Linked DNA regions of Sus scrofa: all the other regions are linked to region 1. The links are chromatin contacts, called in public HiChIP or PLAC-seq maps. All regions are on one chromosome and are shown on one strand. The core of a region is the stretch at or near the end of the contact, and the rest is flanking DNA. Distances in the headings are between cores, read along the strand shown.

Evidence for each region. HiChIP or PLAC-seq counts read pairs in DNA pulled down with a chosen protein or histone mark.
Region 2: an H3K27ac HiChIP or PLAC-seq map of skeletal muscle shows a contact between it and region 1. The contact joins two enhancer-like sites. A contact is called at or near these places in 1 of 47 Hi-C or Micro-C datasets (skeletal muscle) and 1 of 2 datasets of contacts at active chromatin or transcription factors (skeletal muscle).
Region 3: an H3K27ac HiChIP or PLAC-seq map of skeletal muscle shows a contact between it and region 1. The contact joins two enhancer-like sites. A contact is called at or near these places in 3 of 47 Hi-C or Micro-C datasets (psoas muscle and skeletal muscle) and 1 of 2 datasets of contacts at active chromatin or transcription factors (skeletal muscle).

What each region holds. Positions count from the first base shown.
Region 1 is chr4:18,501,912-18,505,316 of Sscrofa11.1, forward strand. The region is part of intron 5 of SNTB1 (beta-1-syntrophin); the gene reads left to right. Among named protein-coding and RNA genes, the nearest start is that of MTBP, 110 kb to the right of the region's middle. Within about 2 kb of position 1,875, at least 9 of the 83 cell types and tissues checked have an H3K27ac peak or open chromatin away from gene starts, as enhancers often do. A contact at or near this core is called in skeletal muscle, where this site is marked.
Region 2 is chr4:18,239,885-18,243,138 of Sscrofa11.1, forward strand. No RefSeq gene overlaps it. Among named protein-coding and RNA genes, the nearest start is that of SNTB1, 47 kb to the right of the region's middle. Within about 2 kb of position 1,452, at least 4 of the 83 cell types and tissues checked have an H3K27ac peak or open chromatin away from gene starts, as enhancers often do. A contact at or near this core is called in skeletal muscle, where this site is marked.
Region 3 is chr4:18,177,566-18,180,761 of Sscrofa11.1, forward strand. No RefSeq gene overlaps it. Among named protein-coding and RNA genes, the nearest start is that of SNTB1, 110 kb to the right of the region's middle. Within about 2 kb of position 1,441, at least 11 of the 83 cell types and tissues checked have an H3K27ac peak or open chromatin away from gene starts, as enhancers often do. A contact at or near this core is called in skeletal muscle, where this site is marked.

The DNA of each region.
Region 1 (3,405 bases), core at 625-3,124:
AGTTCTGACTGGACCCCAAGCCTGGGAACTTCCATGTGCCGCGGGTGTGGCCCTAAAAAAAAAGTTACCCAAGTATTTCTGTTGGCTGCTTCCCCAGCTACGTATTGAAGTCCATCAAGTGACTCTTTCATTTACGTCCCGTGTGTTCCATGCAGTCATTTGTGGTGTTGGGCCTTTTACATAGGAGCATTCAGGCACATAGCCTGTCTACTAGCATTATTTGTCTTTGAGTGCATTTCTCTAAAGGGGACTCATGTCTTTTTAAAATTTCTTTTGAAAACCTTTTAATTGAGGTATAATTTATAAGCAGTACCGTACACCAGTCTTACATGTAAAGTTCACTTAATTGTTATCTATGGATACAGAGCCACATCTCCTGAAAGTTTATTATAGGATAGGGTGTCTGCTAATTAATCATCCTGGGTAATATTATTGGGAAGGTCGTGCTAGTACCATTTGCAAATAGCCAGACCTAGCTGGTAATAAATCAGTGGCTGACCTTTGTGGAGGGAGCATAGATCAAGGCCAAGTGCTTTACATGCATTTTATCTGAGTTTGCAAAACTTGCCCAATTTAAGAATCACCTGGCTGTTTATTAAAGATTCCTGTCCTGCGGATCCTGCCCTGGAGATTCTAGTTCAGCAGTCCAGGCTTAGGAGTCAGGGGGTCTATGTTTTTAACAAGCATCAAGCAGACTGGAGTCCTCAGGGTACCGCATTTAACCCTCGCACGCCTACGAGGTTTAGGTTTTATTTTTATTTACAGAGAAGTAATCTGAGGAACCAAGAGGATAAGTAACTTACCCCCAGTCACACAGCTGCTAAGAAATGCACCTGAGACTCTGATTCTGAGTTCACCTTCCTCACACACCTTCTCTGTGGCCTCCGGGAGCATATTTCTTTTTTCTTTCTTTCCTTTTCTTTTTTTTCTTTTTATGGCCGCATCTGCGGCATATGGAAGTTCCTGGGCCAGGGGGACTGCAGCTGCCAGCCTACGCCACAGCCAGGGCAATGCCAGATCTGAGCCACATCTGCGACCTGTGCTGCAGCTTGTGGTATCATCAGATCCTCTACCCACTGAACGAGGCCAGAGATCCTCATCCTCACAGAGACAATGTCAGGTCCTTAACCCCCTGAGCCACCACAGGAACTCCTAGGGGATTTTCTTATTTCCTGGACTTTTAGTGGCTCTTTGCATTTGCTGAGTGGATCATACAAACCTTTCCTTCACTCGTCTGGCAGCTTAATCATGCACAGGTGGCCACTCAGCTCACACAACAGAGTTCAGACAGAGCTGGGGATGTTCTCAGCAACCTGGAGTAACTACCCAGGACTGAGACCAGGGGTTCTCAAAGTGCAGTTCTCAAAGTGAGTGGCACCTGGGAACTCAGTGCACAAGCAGATTTCCCATCCCACTTCAGACCAATGAGCCAGACACTCACCAGCTATGGCCCAGCCCACCTGTGAGTGAACAGGCCTTCCAGGGGTTTCTGATACATGCAGTTGAGAACCACTGGTTCAGAAGACTGGGCTCTGCTGCTTTGCATACTCCCAGGGTTCACGGTAGGAAGGAAATGCCTTAGCAAGGACTGGGTTCTTTCTCCTCTGTGGCTCTTCGGAAGCACTGTTTGCCTCAAGTTGTGATGACTGCTGATGAATTAGCTCAAAGGCTGTACTGGATCCAGGTGTTCACAGCATCAGCAGCAGCTCCTGGAACATGCAGTGTGGCTGCCTTGCTTTTTCATCATCTTACAGGCATTTTCCATTGGTACTTTGCCCTCAACCTCAGCTTCCTTTGAATGACTGCCTAGTGTCCCAAGGCATGGATCCTCCAGTTTACAGAATGTCACTGCAAAGTGATGACCTAAGTACAGACGTATTTAGCTTGATGCCTGGCACACAGCAGGACTGGGCAGCTGCCAGTCCCCTTCCCTTTGCCTTAGCAGTGCTGCAAGCATTGTTTAGAAGGTCAGGGATGGTCTTTTCCCTTGAACATGAAGAACTGGCTGGGACTGTAGCCAGTAGGAAACAGGTTTCTTTTTATTTTTTTGCTTTTTAGGGCTGCATCTGCAGCACATAGTTCCCAGGCTGGGGTCAAATCACAACTACAGCTGCCAACCTATGCCACAGCCATAGCAATGCCAGATATAAGCCACGTCTGCATCGTACACCACAGCTCATGGCAACACTGGATCCTTAATCCACTGATCGATGCCAGCGATCGAACTTGAATCCTCATGGATATTAGTTGGGTTTGTTTCCTCTGAGTCACAAGGGGAACTCCAGAAACCGTTTTCTTCTAAAATCACGATAAGTCAGCTCAGGCAGTTCACAGTTGATTTGTTGATGTGTTTAGTTCTTTTTTTTTTTTCCCCCTTAAAGGCATAGGCACAACTAATTTATGTGAAGATGTGCCTGGAAGATGACATATGATTGTGTTTCATAGCAGTGGCACCAAAAATGCTCACAACATGTTCTTGGTATTAACTGCTGTGCAGAGAAGTTTACGGCCAGTCACTTCTCCCACTGGAAACCTTCAGTGGTGCCTCTGTGGATGGATGACACACTTCATAGCACTGTGCTCAGGAAGTTTGCAAACATGTTGTAATTTTAGCTGTTCTCATCCCTCAGCTTTTTATGAATTCCTGGGAAAACATTTTTTGCTTAGCCAAAGCTTATTTGATGTTGCAGAACATTAAAAAGAAAGAAAAGAGAAAAGAAAGGTATTCTTGCTCATAATACAAAGTAAGTTTTGTTTTTGTTTTTTGTCACTATCATCATAATTGGCAAGTGAGATAGATCCTCAGAGAACAAGGAATTAAAGTTGCAATATTTCTGGAATTCTCGAAGAGGTTTAACCCAGAAACTCTGCCCACCCAGTCCCTGTGGTTGGTGAAAGGTTTAGAAGCACAGAGCTTGTAAAGAGAAATAATGCTGCTCTGAGCCCATCTGGAGTAGCTGAAAAAAAGAGGACCCAATGAATATGCACTTCTCGCCTTTGATATCACTTGGGAGCCAGAGACACAGCATTTTTACTAAACGTGGTGGGGAGTCTTTGGTGCCTAAGGATCTAACCTGTTTCTAAGTGCTAAAAGTAGCTGCTGCCTTTGGCCAGCCTCAGACATTTTCAGAATGCTTTCCACTGGGAAAGTCTAGCCAATTGCATTTGTCAAACATTAAATTATAATGAGCCTATGGTCATGACACTAGCCCAGGAGGCCCCCACCCTCTTAGAGGATGTGGGCCCCTTCCAGGGACATTCCCTAGGGGAGTGCAGAAGGACTGACATGCCCAAGAATCTGCACTCTGTCAAACGGCAGTGTGGGCTTTGCCCACACATCCATTGTCCCCTCTGCTCCCACACTCCTAGTGTGCAGTGCACTTTAACTGCCAGCCTCCTGCCCTC
Region 2 (3,254 bases), core at 202-2,701, 260 kb before region 1:
TGTTCTAGGCATTGCTAGCAAAAGATGGAGATCTCTAAATACAGTCAGGGTATTGAAAAAGTTAAAAACATGACTCACATGATCGATGTATTTAATATATTATGGAATGATCAATTTATCTGACTAATTTAAGAAGGAATCAGAAGAATCACAAAATATTATCAGAGAGCATTTGAGGAACTAAGAAGTTGCAGGGATTAAAGAAAAATAATCAAGTAAAATTGCTAGGTTAGGTGTTCCCGCTGTGGCACAGTGGGTTAAGGATCCGACTTCAGCAGCTTGGGTGGCTGCAGAGGCATGGGTTCGAACCCTGGCCCTGTGCAGTGGGTTAAGGATCTGGTGTTGCTGCAGTGTGGCAAAGGTTGCAACAGTGGCTCAGATGCCATCCCATTGGTGAGGCCATTTGAAAAAAAAAAAAAAAAATTTGCTAGGTTAGGTAGAAAACAAAGAAACTATTCCCTGCAGTTAAAATTTCTACCAGACAGAAATCTGCATCTCTATTAAACAAAATTCTACCACTTAAAAGGTAACATGACAGAGTTAGGGCCCTGATCCATAAAAAAATAGAATATCAAATACAGGAATTTCCTCCATGATTGTTAAGTAGTCATTGGGTAGGTCTATTAGTCAGTGTTCCAGGATGACACTGAAAGCACATGCAGTCCTCTTTGCCTTGTTTCTAAATATCAGATAATTTTGAGAACAAGAAGCAAAGACTATGATCTGGTCTGTTACAACTATACTTCCTCAGCTTCTAGAAAGGGAAAGAAAAAAGGATTAAAGAGAATGAGGTCCTCAGAATAAATGTACACCTGGAACTTACATCTGACACTTCATTTAAGTCTCACGTAACTCAGCAAAGGGCTTATACTAAACAGATTTTAAAAATGAAAAAAATTGAGGCTGAAAGCATTGAGATCACACGGGAGGAGCCACTATTCCCACATCCATATGCATCTGTTCAAACCTTCCAGCACTTTCCTTCAGGCCACATGGGCACCCATGAAATCCACAGACTGGCTGAGCCATTCACTCAGTGTTTAACTCAGCAGCATTTATCAATCCCCTCCTACATACTCAGCATCTCAGGCCTGGCCCTGAAGCAGTGAACCAAACAGGTTTGATCGTCATTTACCCTCTGCCTTGCACAGCTCACATTCTCAGGGACCCCAGGCCTTCATTTTAGCCTGTTGTCACCACCAGCCTTTCCCACTGACACATAAAAACAAAAACAAAACAAGAACTAATTTGATATTGTTCTTTTTTCTTTCCAGAGGCATGTCCCTCTTTCTGCCATCTCAGCCCACAGGCGCCTGCCCCTTTCATTCAGCGGCCTCTGCCCTTTCCTGCTTCCTCTCATCTTTCCCTTCGAAAGCCATTTCATTCCCAGGGTTCAGAGCTGCCGAACCTTCCTTGTAAGTCAGACAGACACCTCACATGTTCCATTCAAAGGTTTCAGATGCCTAAACGACCAGCAGCTGTTCTTGGGAAACCTGAGCCCAGAGCCCTTTTAAGCAGTGGCTCCAGGAACGCCCCTTCCCTCTGCACTTGAGATGGATGGAAATTCAGCCCAGGCTAGAGCTCACTTTCAGGGACACATCTGAGGAAGCCAGTCCTTATTACAAAATGTCACAGCTACGTGGCCCTTGGGAGCTTAATTCAGGCCTTTCTTGAATTGATGGTCCATGGATTAGGTCACTGGTAAAACAGGACCCAGAGGCCCTGGTCCAGGTGTGGAAGGGCTCCCTTTGGCCTTCAGCAGGAAGGCAAAAGGGCAAGAGTGGGGACCTTTACAACTCATTCTTTACTTCCTTGAAACTGGGGTAAAACTCACTTCTTGCGTCTGAGTTACAGTGAAGGGACTGGTCAATGTTTAAACAGCAGGCCACAGAATCTTCATCTTTTAGATTTGTAAGGACTCTACCCCCGCTCCAAAGACAGGAAAGGAAGGAAGGAAGGAAAGGAAGAAAAGAAGGAAGAAAGAAAAGAAAGAAAATGGTAACTATTGAGGTGGGTAAGGATATGTTAATTAGCTTGATGGTATTGATTCTTTCATAATGTGTACATATATCAAAATATCAAGTTGTACACCTTAAATATTTACAATGGTACTTTAATGAAATTTTAAAAAAATTAATATTCCCCATTCCTCTGCTTTCAGAGGTGATGTCACCAGATCCACAACATTCGAATCAGAGAAATCCAGTCATAGCCCAAGGGAAGAGGAGGCAGAAGCACCCACCTTCCCTCTCAATTAACTGTTCCAAGGTTTAAGGACACTCTGCTGCCAAACACATTTTTCCTGGGGCAAAAGTGAAATCCCTCAAACCCAATAGTTTCTCCTTCTTGTTCTGTACTGGTTGAGGCAACATAAGACTGGTTGGTATCCACTGAAGTATAACCCGTTGCAAACACTCAATATTCTCAAACCCCAAATGTCTAAAATTACTTGGCTGTTTCGCCATGAAGTTGACCTAGAATCCTGTGCATTTGTATCTAAACTCCCTGGGGTTCTGAAACAGGAGTCTCTACTAACCTGTGGGCAAAGGCATTTCTACTTCCTGCAGAAAGACTGACAGAGCCAGACCCACTCTTATTATCTAGATCGAAGGCCAGAAGACAAATGGAGGCCCACATACCATATTTCAATATATTTTAGAGGTGTAAATCAAGCTGACAATCCACTGGTTAAAATATATTCTATCCCCCTTCCTTGAAAAGGATACCTTCATAAAGACAAAATTGAAAAATATTTTTAATACTTTTAAATTTAAATGATTGAAAGTCAGTATAACATCAAAGATAATGGAGTTTAATTCGTTACAGTGTTCTTTGGTAATCTGCCAGTGTTAGACTGAGAGACATATAATTCATAAATTATTATTTTTTTCATAAAAATATTTCTTGCCTTTATTTCGGCAGATCGCTAATTACATTGTTAAAGATTTTTTTCACATAATTTGGGTTCTACTGACAGCAAAGCCAAATTAGACAAACTTTCTTGAGTCATTGTAGTTATTAGTTTTTTAATTAAATTCAATTTAGAGAGGTTTCCCTCTTCTGAGGTAATAGCAATTATCATTGTCAATGAATTCTTTTTTTTTTTTTTTTGGTCTTCTGTCTTTATAGGGCCGCACCCGTGGCATATGGAGGTTCCCAGGCTACAGGTCTAATCAGAGCTGTAGCCACAGCAACACGTGATCCGAGCTGCGTCTGCGACCTACACCACAGCTCATGGCAATGCCGGATCCTTA
Region 3 (3,196 bases), core at 191-2,690, 320 kb before region 1:
AGTGTTGTAATAATTATTTGTTTTTATATCCTTCCCAAATATGGTCAGTGGAAGTTCCCTCAAGTTGGTTCATACAGTCTTTTTGTTTTGTTTTGTTTTCTTGCTTTTTAGGGCCGTACTAGTGGTATATGGAGGTTCCCAGGCTAGGGGTTAAATTGGAGCTACAGCTGCTGGCCTACACCACAGCCACAGTGACACAAGATCTGAGCCTCATCTTCGACCTATACCACAGCTCACAAAATGCCAGATCCTTAATCCACTGAGTGAGGCCAGAGATTGAACCTGCAACCTCATGGTTCCTAGTTGGATTCATTTCCGCTGCACCACAACTGGAACTCCGGCTCATAGTCTTGCTTTCAGGGCGCAATAACATGGCCCAGGCTCATCTCAGCCACTTCCTGCCCTAGATGTTAAATTAGCCATTATTCTAAGGAGCCTCGTTCCTTTAAGATGGAAATGATACTTAGATTTTACATTCTGAGTTCCTAGAATGATCAATAAAACTGAGCTGGTCATGTTTTTAGGTCTTTTCAGTGGACAGGACTAGGACAATTTTAGTTTTTAGAAAGAGAAAAATAAATCACAAATTCATACTGATATTTCTAATTCAAATCAAAGATTACAGAATTTTTACATTGATTCCTTTATTTTATATTTTATCTTTTTTAAAAAACTCAAAATCTCATCCCCTAAGAACACTAATTTAATTACTTAGTTGCTTTATCCTGCTTTCCCTATAATGGTGTTCAAAATAATAATATAATATCACTAACAACTAGCCAAAGGAATTGAGTCTAAGAGGTTTTTACACTTCATTTTATCCTTAGGACATATTCCCCTAGGAATGTACAATCCACATAGGTGTTCTAAAATCACTTGAAATAATTCTTGAGATGGTCATGTCACAGAATTGATATAAAGTTTGGTTCATTTTTTTTTTCCAGTTTAAAGTTTTAGGACTTGTTATATTTTGGTGTGCAAAATTTTCACATGGATTTAACTTTGTTCTTAATGATGTAAACCATTTCCATGCTTCCAAAGTCAAAAAACAAAGTAAGTTGCATAGGGAAGCCTGTGCGCTCTTCAAGTCCTCTCCCTCCTTGCTCCCTCCATTCCACTTTTAATTTTTGGTTTATCCAACTACTGAAATTATAAAGAATTATGTATTTACTATGACTCCTCTTTTTTCTTTTTTTCTTTTTTCTTTTTTTTTTTTTGTTTTGTTTTGTTTTGCCATACTCAGGGAATGTGGAAGTTCCTGGTCCAAGGGTCAAAACCACACCATGGCAGGGACCACACAAGATCCCTAACCACTAGGCCACCAGGGAACTCCCAACTCCTCCTTTCTTATCTAAGTGATAGCATGGTGCAAACACTGTGATGCATTTTGTTTGTGTTACTTAACAGTATGTCCTGGCTGTACCTCTTTATTAGTACACAGAGGTTTTTACAGCTGTGTAATAGGGCCCTGTGTGAATGCTGCGAAGTTTATTTAACTGGCCTCCCTTTGATAGACATTTGGGTTGTCCCTAGCCTTTTGCTAATCAGATCTTGGCATTTGTCAAATTTTACCCTACCAAGAGTCCTGTTGGTTTGGTTTAGTCTTATTTTATAAAAAAAAAGGAAACTACTTCATAAGCAATTATGGGCTTGACCAAAGGGGGGAAGAAGGGACCAAAACTTCCCCTGCGTCCATAATTTCTGTTCTTTGCCCAAGTCTATATAATTCATACTGTGGTGTAAATATCTGTTAACCCCTTTATTTGAGAGTTAGGGGAGGGAGAGAGATACGTGCTTTGGGGTAGATTGTGGAGGAAAATTTAGCCTTAAGTTCAAGGCTGGAATTTCAAGTCTCAGCCAGCCTGTGGGAGGAGTATCTGAGGGAACAGCTGGCCTTTCTGGCATTATCCCCAGTCAAAGGAATGCGAGACATCCACAAGCAGGTGGGTCTATTTTTGGCAGGAGGACCTTCTCAGTGGCTGCTAGAATCACAGCATGTCCTCTTCTGTCACAGTGCATTTTACTCTCCTGGTAAATCCACTCAAGACTCCCTTTAAAGGACATAGAACAATCCATTCTCCACTCTTGCCCCATCAATAACTCCTCCTTTCTTTGTTCTTATTATGTCAACCCAGGAAAATTACAGATCCTAAACTAAACAGAGCAAGCACCATTGGGATAATTAAATATCATTATACAGTCTTTTATGGGACAAATTAAGTTGGTAGTTACAGAAAGCCTTAGGACTTTGACCAGAATCTTTCATTAATTTTCCTTTTTTTATCACTCTATTTTTAAAGAGAAAAATGTCCATTCTGAAGGAACATAAGCCCATATCATTAGGTTATTTTATTTTATTATTATTTTTTAATAAATTCTATTGGAGTATAGTTGATTTAGAAGGTTGTGTTCATTTCAGGTGCACAGCAAAGTAAATCAGCTATGCATAAACACATACGCATTCTTTTTTAGACTCTTTTCCCATATAGCTTATTATACAGTATTGAGTAGATTACCCTGTACTATATAGTAGGTTCTTGTTATATCTTTTTTTGTTTGTTTTTTAGGGCCACACCTGCAGCACATGAGTTCCCAGGCTAGGGGCTGAATCGGAGCTGCAGCTGCAGCTGCTGGCCTAAGCCACAGTCACAGCAACGTGGGATCTGAGCCACGTCTGTGACCTAACCACAGCTCACAGCAACACCAGATCCACTGAGCGAGGCCAGGGATTGAACCCATGTCCTCATGGCTACCAGTCAGTTTCATTACTGCTGAGCCACAACAGGAACTCCACCTATCTCTTTTATATATGGAAGTATTATATTATTTTAAAATGAGAATCTCAAGGTAATGCCTCATCTAAGAATACACTGAGCCTGATCTCCTCGCACATTCTCCTCTCCAGAATAATCATGTTTAGAATAAAGCCCGGAAAGCACTGTTAGATAGAAGGAGCAGCAGCTTTTCAATTTCAAGACACAAATCATCTTCACCGCACAGTCCTTACCAAGGCAGAACAGAGATTTTCCAAACAGGTTTAAACAAAGGAGATTTCATTTCTGCCTTGGTCTTCAGAAGACACCATTCCCTGAGTAATCTTGTTACTAGAGGTTTTATTGGGCCGTAATTACACTTCTGAAGCCAGACAGCACAAGTCAACTAGCCACATTATCATTGTCCTGCAGAAGAGGCAGCA